Linked DNA regions of Capsicum annuum: region 2 is linked to region 1. A link is a contact called in public Hi-C data. All regions are on one chromosome and are shown on one strand. The core of a region is the stretch at or near the end of the contact, and the rest is flanking DNA. Distances in the headings are between cores, read along the strand shown. Region 1 has its middle 38 kb from the start of LOC107863137. Region 2 holds the start of LOC107863138 (probable pectinesterase/pectinesterase inhibitor 61).

The links. A called contact is a pair of places that touch in the nucleus more often than the background predicts.
Region 2: a Hi-C map of leaf shows a contact between it and region 1, with 2.4 times the contacts expected there. The contact joins the promoter of LOC107863138 here to the enhancer-like site in region 1. A contact is called at or near these places in 5 of 5 Hi-C or Micro-C datasets (bud, leaf, pericarp and 1 more).

Annotation. Positions count from the first base shown.
Region 1 is chr3:229,644,328-229,649,770 of UCD10Xv1.1, reverse strand. No RefSeq gene overlaps it. Among protein-coding and RNA genes, the nearest start is that of LOC107863137, 38 kb to the right of the region's middle. Within about 2 kb of position 3,375, at least 3 of the 5 cell types and tissues checked have an H3K27ac peak or open chromatin away from gene starts, as enhancers often do. A contact at or near this core is called in leaf and pericarp, where this site is marked.
Region 2 is chr3:229,770,127-229,775,876 of UCD10Xv1.1, reverse strand. LOC107863138 (probable pectinesterase/pectinesterase inhibitor 61) reads right to left here and starts at 2,676. Exons shown (of 3, transcript XM_016708939.2): 1 at 1,387-2,676; 2 at 455-591. The coding sequence starts at 2,315.

The sequences.
Region 1 (5,443 bases), core at 2,126-4,625:
CAATAATAGGAATACATAGCAGTATCAGTAATACATGGACAATGAATACATGGATAAGTGTGGGTTAAAAATAAAATTATTTTTAATACATCAAACCAAATAAGAAATAGAAACAATTCTTACTGCCACCTAACTAATTTCAACATTACTAATCTCAATATTGCTAGTTCACCCTTTTCATTACAATCTATATGCATTGTGAAACGACCCCTTTTTCGTTTATTGGCAGTATAGCAAACACGAATATAATAATAGCCTCAATATAAGTACAGTGAGCAAATATTATTAATATTGTATTTCGTACGTTTGTATACTTTATAGTGATCACATCCGAAAAGACAACGTAAGCAGCTTGTTTGGTGGTTACTTTCATTTAGAATTTAGATAATGTTTTTTTTATCTAGTGGAGTAACACTTTATGGCGCAACACCAATAATAAAAAATATTTGCATAAATATAGATTTCTTTTAGAATAGATTAGTATCCTATATCTAGCTAGTTTAATACTGTAGTTTTGAAAACCAAATTGCAGATGAAAGGGCTGATGTTTTGTCCTGAATTAACACTTATGCTTATTCAAAAAATTAGTGTTATGAGTCATCTCATCAGAAAAGATATTCCTATTGATGAGAAACTCCCGTCTTAAAAAAGGACACAATTTTGCCCATCATAGATATAGTGTTTGTTGTCACTTCAAGAAACTTAAAAGAAGTTATAATAATTAATGTACGTCACACTTTTTCCTCCATAAACATATATAATCCATTCAATATATTATCTATCACCTACTAAGAAATCAACAATTTTCCTATCAAATTTTTCCGCCAGAAAGTAAGTATTCAGCCACTATTTCTATACGTACAGATATTTTGATTAAATCGGTAGAAAATAAAAATAATAATAATGTTTTCATATGAAGAAAATAAACAGCTTCACATTGTTTTAATGAGAACATGTTTCTCACCATGCATTTTTCCATTGAGTCGAGTTCGTGGAAAATGGGTGGGAGAATCATGTTTTATAACACAAAATTCCCAGTACTGATTCGTGATGGGAAGAACCTCTGTTTCTTCTAGTGTATTTTCTTCGTCTGAATTTATATGCCACCATTTGAATGACATAAAATGTAAAACAATTTTATTATATAATTATTTCATTAACGGTAAAGAGGAATTTTAAAATTAAATTAAATAATTATAGATTTTTTTGGAAACAAATTAAAAAGAAAACGCATAGATATATTAGGATAAAAGAAGTAGTTCTAAATTAGACCATTTTCAACCGGATTAGATTATTCTTGCGTTTTAACCAAAAAAAAGGAGCCTTGTATATATGATTAACTTGCAGTTTTGCTGTAACAATAGTGGCCAAAATAGTACTAGTATATAATAATTTATATATAAATGATTTGATTAATGGATGTTGATAAATGATAAGCATCCTCCACGTGAAGAGTTTTCCATAGGAGAAATATTATTGGTCATATAGTACGCTTTTTGATTTGTGTTTAGACGGAGCCCAAATTTTTATTGAGGGGTTCACAAGTAAACATACGAACTAACTGAAGGGGTTCAACATCTAATAAACATACGAACTAGCTGAAGGAATTCAACATCTAGTATATATACATAGAAATATTTCTAATCATGTAAAAATAATATAATTTTTCGTCGAAAGAGATTCGAACCTGCCCTACATGCATGCATATCACTTATATACAATAGATGAAGAGTAGATAAGAAAATAAGCCTTACATCGATGCATATTGGATCCTAGAGTCATATTCCATGCATAATTGTCATATATATAGAGGCAAACACATAGTAGAATTAAGATAAAATTGAAACTTAATTTTATTTAAAATAAGAGTAATCGTAATTTTCATGATTCAAGAAGTACTCCAATTGACACAAATTCCATGTACTTTTGTGCCTATGATCAATCTAGTGTTAGTGTTGCGTAGAACATTCTGATTAAATAATGCCCCCATGTACTCAAATTTGTTCATATGATGAGGTAGAGAGATGTGTATGTTGACACTTGGACATTGGAGGAGGAAAAATCAGCCCAATTCGTTTAAGCTAGTTTGGACTGATTATTGACCTGCTAATTTCGAGATTTTTACATAAATATACAATAATATATTCAGTATAATCCCAAAATAGAATATAGGGTATTACACAAAATATACCCTCCCCTCTCCCAACAAATGTTTTTCCAACTAATAACCGTATGAACATATAGTGTCTCTATGCTATATAAATAGTGTCTACCGAATATATATGATGTATAACTATGTACAAAAGATGTATATACATCTACAATATTTATACATTATTATATACTATATATGTAATGAATCTATATTGTATAAGTAGTGTATAGCTATAAACATATGATGTATAAACATTGTATCCACTTGCTTCCATCTTTCTATCTGTTACTTCAAAAAATTGAAAGAGCTATTCTAAGTTGGTGGTGTAAATTTGAGGTCCGCAATCTCCAACTTAATTAGTCTTAGAATATATTGTATAACCGTGTATATGAATGTATATACATCTCTTGTACATACTTATACATCCATATACATGGCTAGACACTCTTTATACAATATTGATACATTGTTGTATGACGTATAAACAACATGTTTCCATCTTTCTATCTGTTGCTCTGAAAAACTAGAAGAGCTATTCTAAATTGGTTGTGTAAATTTAATGTCCACAATCTCCAACTTAATTAATCTTTGAATTGCATTTATCTAAGGCTAAGCCATCACTTACGTATTGAGATGCCAGATTTAATGTTTGCTATTGTTTCATGTTCAGCATTAGCAGCATCAAAGGATGAAAAAGGAGAATATTATTATCTTTCTTCATTTAATAAAATGGACAAATATTTGAAGGATTTTCTTCTCCAAAGATTAAAAATCTCATAAAAATTTGTCTCCCGAAATCAAAAATTTCTAATCCCACATAATTCATTGTGTCCTTAAAAAATGTCATTCACTCCATATAATAGTAATACTCAATGGATGTTGATAAGCCATCCACCACGTGAAGAGTTCCTCATTGGAGAAATATTATTATTATTAGTCATATAAATACTCTTTTTGATTTCTGTGTTTGATTGCACGTCCCTTGACTATTATATGTGTTATATTCACAAACTTATATATCACGACCCTACTAAAGGAAACAAACAAGAAACCACCAAAGTTGGTTTTATTGTATGAATGTATGAATTAACATTAATAGTCGTAACAAATAATTAGGATTCAATTGGATTTTAGTTTTAAGGTCTTGTTTGTAACATCGACCAGCTCACATGCAGCTGCTGGTACGACTATATATATTTTAAATAATTAATATTTAATATTAATCAGATTCATTTGGAAAATATAAGGTTGAATAGACCTTAAACTTTATTTGTTGTCGGATATCTACCTATATATATCGACTCAATTAATTAAAGTACATATATTTCTTTAGCTTATTGGAAGGTTAGGGGTCATTATCGATGTAGCCATCTCATTATTTATATTTTCATATAATTCAACATGGAATAGTGAAATATTTCTCATAGTATGTGTTATCGCTAATTAATTCCAAACTAGAATGATTGCATAGAAATATTTCAGAAAATATAATTTAATGTAATATTGGATAGACAAGATGTGAGGAGTGTGCATAAAATTTGTCAATTTTACTAGGACTGAAGTTTCAACAATAATAGTTGAAGGACGTGTGATATATGGAGGTTAATTCTTAGTTGGACTACAAAGTAAATATCTAACGCCAAATGAGAAGTACAAAAAAATTGACACTTGAAAGAGTGAGCTGTGAGTATGATATCAAAACAATCGAGCTCTAAAATGATATCAAATGAAAAAATCAGAAAGTAAAAAAGGATTCTCTCTTTCTTTCATGTAATCTAAACAACTATGGGTGTCAAACGGGCCGATACTGACCTGAACCGGCCCACATAATTAAACTAGCCCGGTTTGACCCATCCCGATAAGCCCAAGGGCTTTAGGGGTCTGGGTCCCGGTTCGGTTGGGTTTTTGATTTGGGCCCGGTTAATCCAGTCCGGACCCAACCTGATTTGGGCCCACCGATTAACCGGCCTGACCCAGCCTGGTTAAGATTTTTTTTTTTTTTTTTTAAATTCAAAATTTCACAAACTGAAATTAAAAACTTAGTTTTAATACATTATTAATTTACTATCAAGTATTATTAATTTATTATATTAAGTAGCATATATTTTATACTTTTATTTAAGGTAGTGTATATATTGAATGGTATATATATGTGTGTGTGTATATCTTCTAAATATAAAGTAGTATATATTTAACGTATATATGTGTATATGTTTTATAAATTAGTATATATATTGTAGTGTATGTTTTATTTAAAGTAGTGAATATATTGAATGGTATATATATGTGTGTATATATCTTCTATAGATGAGTATATTTAATGTATACGTTATGTATATGGTTTATAAATTAGTATATAACTATATATATATATATATATATATAAATATTGTAGTATATATTTTATTTAAACTAGTACATATATATTGAATGGTGTGTATATATCTTCTATAGACGTATATATTTAACGTATCCAAGTGTATATGTTTTACAAATTAGTATATAACTATACAAATATATTATAGTATATTTCATTTAAAGTAGTACATATACATAGAATAGAGTGTATATATGTGAATAGATCTTCTATAGACGTGTATATTTAACGTATACATGTGTATATATTTTATAAATTAGTATATAACTATACAAATATATATTGTAATGTATATATACTGTAGTATATCTTATTTAAAGTATTACATATACATAGTGTATATATGTGAATAGATCTTCTATAAATGTATATATTTAACGTATACATGTGTATATATTTTATAAATTAGTATATAACTATACAAATATATATTGTAATGTATATATATTATAGTATATTTGATTTAAGGTATTACATATACATAGAATAGAGTGTATATATGTGAATAGATCTTCTATAGACGTGTATATTTAACGTATACATGTGTATATGTTTTATAAATTAGTATATAACTATACAAATATATATTGTAATGTATGTATATTATAGTATTTTTGATTTAAAGTATTACATATTCATAGAATAGAGAGTATATATGTGAATAGATCTTCTATAGACGTGTATATTTAACGTATACATGTGTGTGTATATATATATATATATATATATATATATATATATATATATGTTGTAGTATATTTTATTTAAACTTTAAAGTTTAACGTAGTACATATATATTTGGATGGTGCGTATATATGTGTATATATTTTTTAAATTCTAATGTAGTATATACTATATAATAGTGTATATATATTGTTTAACGTATTTATAATGTATATAGGTGGGTATAT
Region 2 (5,750 bases), core at 1,427-3,926, 130 kb before region 1:
TTAATTATTACTCTCTTTATTTCAATATTTTTTTATTTGGTTTTGATTATACATAAAATTTAACAAAAAAAAATAAATTAAATCTTATGATCTTAACTAAAGATACATAAAATATATCAAAATGTTCTTTACTCTTGACTCTTAAACAATATCTTACGTGAAAATTTAAAATTATAAAGTTACCAAAAACTGAAAACAAACTTGTTTTTTAAACGAACTAAAAGAAAAGTACGATAAACAAATTAAAATGAAAGAAATAATTTTTATTTTATTTTTACTTAATAATTATGAATGTGACAAAAAAAAATAGATATTTGTGATTTGGCTTTTCTTCAATAACCACACAACGAAAAACTTTAATGCACATAATTACTTTTAAAAAACATTCAGAATACGGAGAAAAATATGATAAGTGAAATAAATTTGATGAAGTATCGAAGAGTGAGAATTTTACCAAAGGAGGCAGTATGAAAAGTTGTTAGGTGCTGGGATATACTTTTTCCTCCTGTAATCACCGTCTTCCCCTTCCCATCCCCTATGAACATCACGTTCATTTTCTTCCTCCCTACCTTCAAATTATTTTCTTCATACCTGTCATTCATTTATTATTGTAAAATACTTTTACTATAATAAAATGATAAACAATACCAAGTCAAATTGCTTAATCACTACGATAAAGAATTGAAGGAAAGATTACTTTTGAGTGTGCCACGTATATGTGAAATAAAAAATAGATTGAAAAGGGCATCAGATACGTTACCAAAAAGTGAATCAAAAAGTTTCACTTTTCCAACAACTTTGTACCCGATCAAAAAAAAAAAAAAAAAAAAAAACTCCTTCCGCTCAATTTACGCGGTAATAATTGAAACTTTGCAAGTCAATTAATTGCTTTTGGTCAATTTTTTTATATATAATATGAATTATTTTTTTATTTTAATTTTTAGACTTGATAACGTTTAAAAGGAAATAATTTTTTATATTTTATAATTTTAAATTAAAATATACTTTAATTTAATAATTTTAAATTTGTCAAATGAATGTTAAAATTAAATAAATTAAAAAAGGGTCTTTTTTTGCAGCATAATGAAGGAAAAGTAGGCCGAAACTAAAAGGAAGGAAGTATTAGTACTTCTTTTGTTAAAAAAAAAAATCTAATTTGACTTGCATGAAATTTAGAAAAGTAAAGATTATTTTTGAATTTTATGATTATAAATTAAAATTATTTTAAGTATAATTTTTAAATATAATTTTTGAATCACGTGAATAGAGGTCATTTTTTTTTTCTTTTTTTTTTAACGGAGGAAGTATATTTTTATGTAATTATAGAATATTTTCTATTTTTATAAAATTTGAAGCTTATATTCGGGTGAGTAATTTGAATTTTACCTTCCTGCCTTGACGTAAATTATAGTCCGTTTATTACTCTTTTCTGGCACCTTTTTAATTGCCTCTGCTATCGTCTTCACCGTTCCAGTACCGTCCTTGGCCACAATAATATCAGCTTGAATCGCCGACACTGATTTATTCATCAATTTTCTGTCCCTCCGTGACATCCATTTCGGAAATTCATCATGATATTTTTCAAAATGCATCAATCTCCGCCGTCGATTCTGTATCGGAATTCCAGAGAAGTCGTCGTCGCCATTTGCAGCAGCATAAATGGCGAGAGCATTACTCACTAATTCAGATAAGTCCTTAAGGTTCTCCGACATATGATCCTTCACATTCCCAGTAACATCAGCGAAGCCGTCAGTACACGTGTCCTGATTTGTCAACGCCGCGCTTAGCCACGTCATCACGTCATTTGTCGATCCCGTCGGAGAATTGCTATCCCCGGGGAAAACAGAGGTTAATGATTGTGATAAAAGGTCTATTGATTCCTCCAATAATTCGAGACAATCGTCGTAAGCTGATCGTGTTTGAGTGTTCATTTGCAGGTTGTTGATATCGGAAGCAACGTAAAGCGCTTTATCGAAGCGCTGGAGTGTTAAATTGACGGAAATGTGAACGAGATCATTGTCGGACGCAGAGTTAGCGCCAGGGAAATTGATCAGAGAATTCAGACAGAGAGATGGATACAGTGTGCGACTACAGGTATGCGCCATAGCTTGACTTGGTTTATCTATTCTGTTTCCAGCCTTATGCTTCACACCGACCAAAACTGCAACTGAAATTGCAGCGGCAAGTAGAAGTACAGTAGCAAAACTTACAAGGAATTTGATCTTAGAGCAGCGGGGTTTGGGATTTGGATTGGGAATCATGACCCTGCCGGAGGTTTCTCCTGGGTCGGGTTTTCCTAGACGGCCATAGCCCATTTTTATGAATTAGTACTAACTAGTTTTAGAAAGATTATGTAATTGTTGAATGAAAAATGGGACAAGTGAAGTTATTGAGTGGAAGAGTGTGAGGGAGAATGCAAGAATATAGTGAGTATATATTGGGCGGTGGAAGAGTGAGTTATGGTAAATTAAGAAGAAGGATTTTTAGTGGTTGGTGTGAGGTCGATGTCTTAAGGGAGAAGAGAGTTAGCTGGCTTCGACTTATTAGTTTGTGACTCTGTGATTATGTAGTGATTAATTGGTGAATGGAGCAAAGTCACAATAATGAGTAGGAGTGAGCATGGTATGACAGATATCAAATATTCAAAAGAGCTCCATTGTTATATTAATTATTATATACATGAGTTATACACTAGTATATACCGAGTTTCAGTCAAGACGTTCTGAGTGTTGTGCTATGCCCATCGCTAGTGAGCAGAAGAATTTTGGACTACATAACGAGATGAATGAGATTTCTTTATCATTAATTAAAGTTGGAAAAGTCCATTATTCTTTGTCTATTCATAGATCAGACTAGCACTAGGAATAACGAATAGTAAGTTGGTAGTACTATTTTGTTCTGCTTTTCTGACGAAAAAGTATTTGTGGTGGATTTTAGTTAGTTTATTAGAAATCTTTTGGGTTAACTAACCCATAGATCACGTTAGTTGATTTTTTTCCCCTTACCCACGTTAGTTTGATTTAGAAGGTTTAATAATTGGTAATGGACTTTTAGCGCTAGTTTATACTATTAACTTTTGAGGATTGGGAAGTGGGACCAAATACAGTTAAGATTGTATTACTTTTTGTATGTATTTATTATTAGGTAATACCCATGCCAACTTTAATCTTAAGAATGATTTGAGAACAAAGGCATTTAAAAGTATTGCGCTAGTTGAGAATAAGGCATTTAAAAGTATTCGTTAACCCTTTCAGCACTGGACTAGAAAGTAAGAGCGAAGCGATAAATAATTTACTCTAGTTTGTGATTAGTTGTTTGAGCTTCTAAAGTTTGTCGACCTAAAAGTATAAGATTTCGATTCAATTTTCTATGAGATAAAAGAAACTTCATATGATTACTGTCAATTGTGTAATCAAAACACTTGATAAAAAATTCCCTGCGATTAATTATTTTCTGTACAAATTTTATAGATTTCGGCTGGCCAGTACAAAGTAACTGGGAGTGTCAAAATAAAATATACTTTGACAAAGTACAATAATTTATCAGATTCTTCCCACGAAATCCTACGTTTTTGTTTTCTTTCTTTAGAATGCCAAGTTCAGTATTCATTCCTTCAAGGAGTTGGGATCCACTCATATATACAGTACTCATGATATTTCCAATGGAAATCTTTTTGACCTGCCCCTACTATTATAGCTTAGTAATACCTCTGCTTCATTTTTATTTGTTAGTATATTTTTTTTGTATCTTGATTACTAAAATATAAATAAATAATATGATTAAATTAGTTTATTAGTGTTATTATTATTATTATTTAATTTAATTACTAATTTTTTTATTATAGTAATGTTTCTCTATATTTATTGCGATTCAAAGGAAAAGGAAACTGTTATGTAAGAGTAAAAACTAATGAAGTACTAAGTATTTATGTCTTAAATTTTTAAAATAATTATAATTTTGGATTAATTATTTCTAATAAGCACGACAAATAAACGAGATGAAGTGCTAGTTTCCTCTTTAGCCTCTCTTTTTTCTGATTGCCTACTATGTCTCTTGTAAAGTACTACTACTAGTACTACAAAAGCAGTTATATAAATAAACATATATTTACGTAAATCTTATGTTTATACGTAAATCTTAATATTGTATGATGACTAAATATTTAATTGTATCTATACAACAACCACCAGCTTGCTCAAAAACAAAATAATCCCCACCTCATTCTGTATTTCCATGCTGTACCATCTTTTTATTCTTATTTTAAACAGCTATTTATATCACTTTGTGAGAATATACTGAATCTGTTGTTGTTGTTAAACGGCTATTTATTCGTCAATTATTAAGGGAGAGAATCTTGTATGGCATTGACTAATTTTAACTGCCTAAGTTTCCTTTTTGCCATGTAAATACTGCTACACTTATTGTAGAGAAAACAACATATGTTTATTAGGACTACGCAATTTTCTTCTGTCACCTTTTTTTAAAGAAATAAAAAAAACGAGCGTAATTAACAAAAACGAATATGTTCTCTTCTCTCTCTAAATTTCAGTTTTACCTGTAACTTGTTTTTTTCTCATAAAAAATTGAATACATGCACTATGAGATGATAAAACTTATTCGCACCCGGTGTATATATCAAATTAATATAATTTATCATGGTTAAGTGATTAAATGAAGTAAAATACATGTTAATTAATCAGGATTAGGCAATACGAATTATAAATTCAAACACATAGCATTGCACATATTGACTTGATGTATATATCGGGTGTGGATAAATTTTAACCCTATGAGCTATCGGATGGGGAATAAACAACAACAAAATAGTTGGACAAAACAGGGAGATCGTCTTTGATTAAAAATCATTGTAAATTAATTATTTTTAAAAAATTCAATGTTTGACAAGAAAGTTGTAGCCCTGAAAGATAGTAATATGTCTGTATGGGCTACAAAGTCGCCGAATAATACGTTTCATCTGTTTAATTCAATTCTTTCTTTGCACAATTCCTTAAACTGTTTGTTGGTCCTCCTCCACGTACTTCATAGTTAGTATATACTACTATTTTCCCTGGCTGAAGGGGGAGGGGGTGGGGTAGGATTTGGCTAGTATACACAGTGGGCATGAGATTCTTTATAAGGCCAAATCTATCGCCAACCCCTTGAATTTGGCACGATCTTTCACTTTGGCACCTCAAGTGGACGATGTTATTTTTTAAGTCCTCAACCAACTATTAATTGTGTTATTTTGACACTTTTTACAATCAACTGATTTTACAAAGTGTGTAATATACACATTTGTTGACATGGCATACCATCAATTAAAAAACAACATGTGGTGTTCTTGTTAAAATAATAATTTTAAATAAATTATAATTTAAAAAATTAATTTTTAAATAATTAATTTTAATTTTAAATACGAATCAATAAATAAATAAATAACTCCCCCAACCATCATCTTCTCCAAGTACCCCCACCCCACCACCCCCACCCCACCACCACTACAAGATTGCTGCCACCCAACCTCCACCCCAAGGTTGCTGCAGCAACCCCTTCCCCACAAACTACTGCTGCAGCAACGCAGCCCCCTCCCCCCGTCCCCCCTCCTTGATCTTCTTCAATTTTCATCTCTAAAAATGTCTTTAAATTTTCTTCAATAACACTAATGGTCATAAGAAATTGTGATTGCAATAGCAAAATTTCATTGCTTTTCTCTTTTGCTTTGTTCAAAATACAACAATGCAATAATTCAT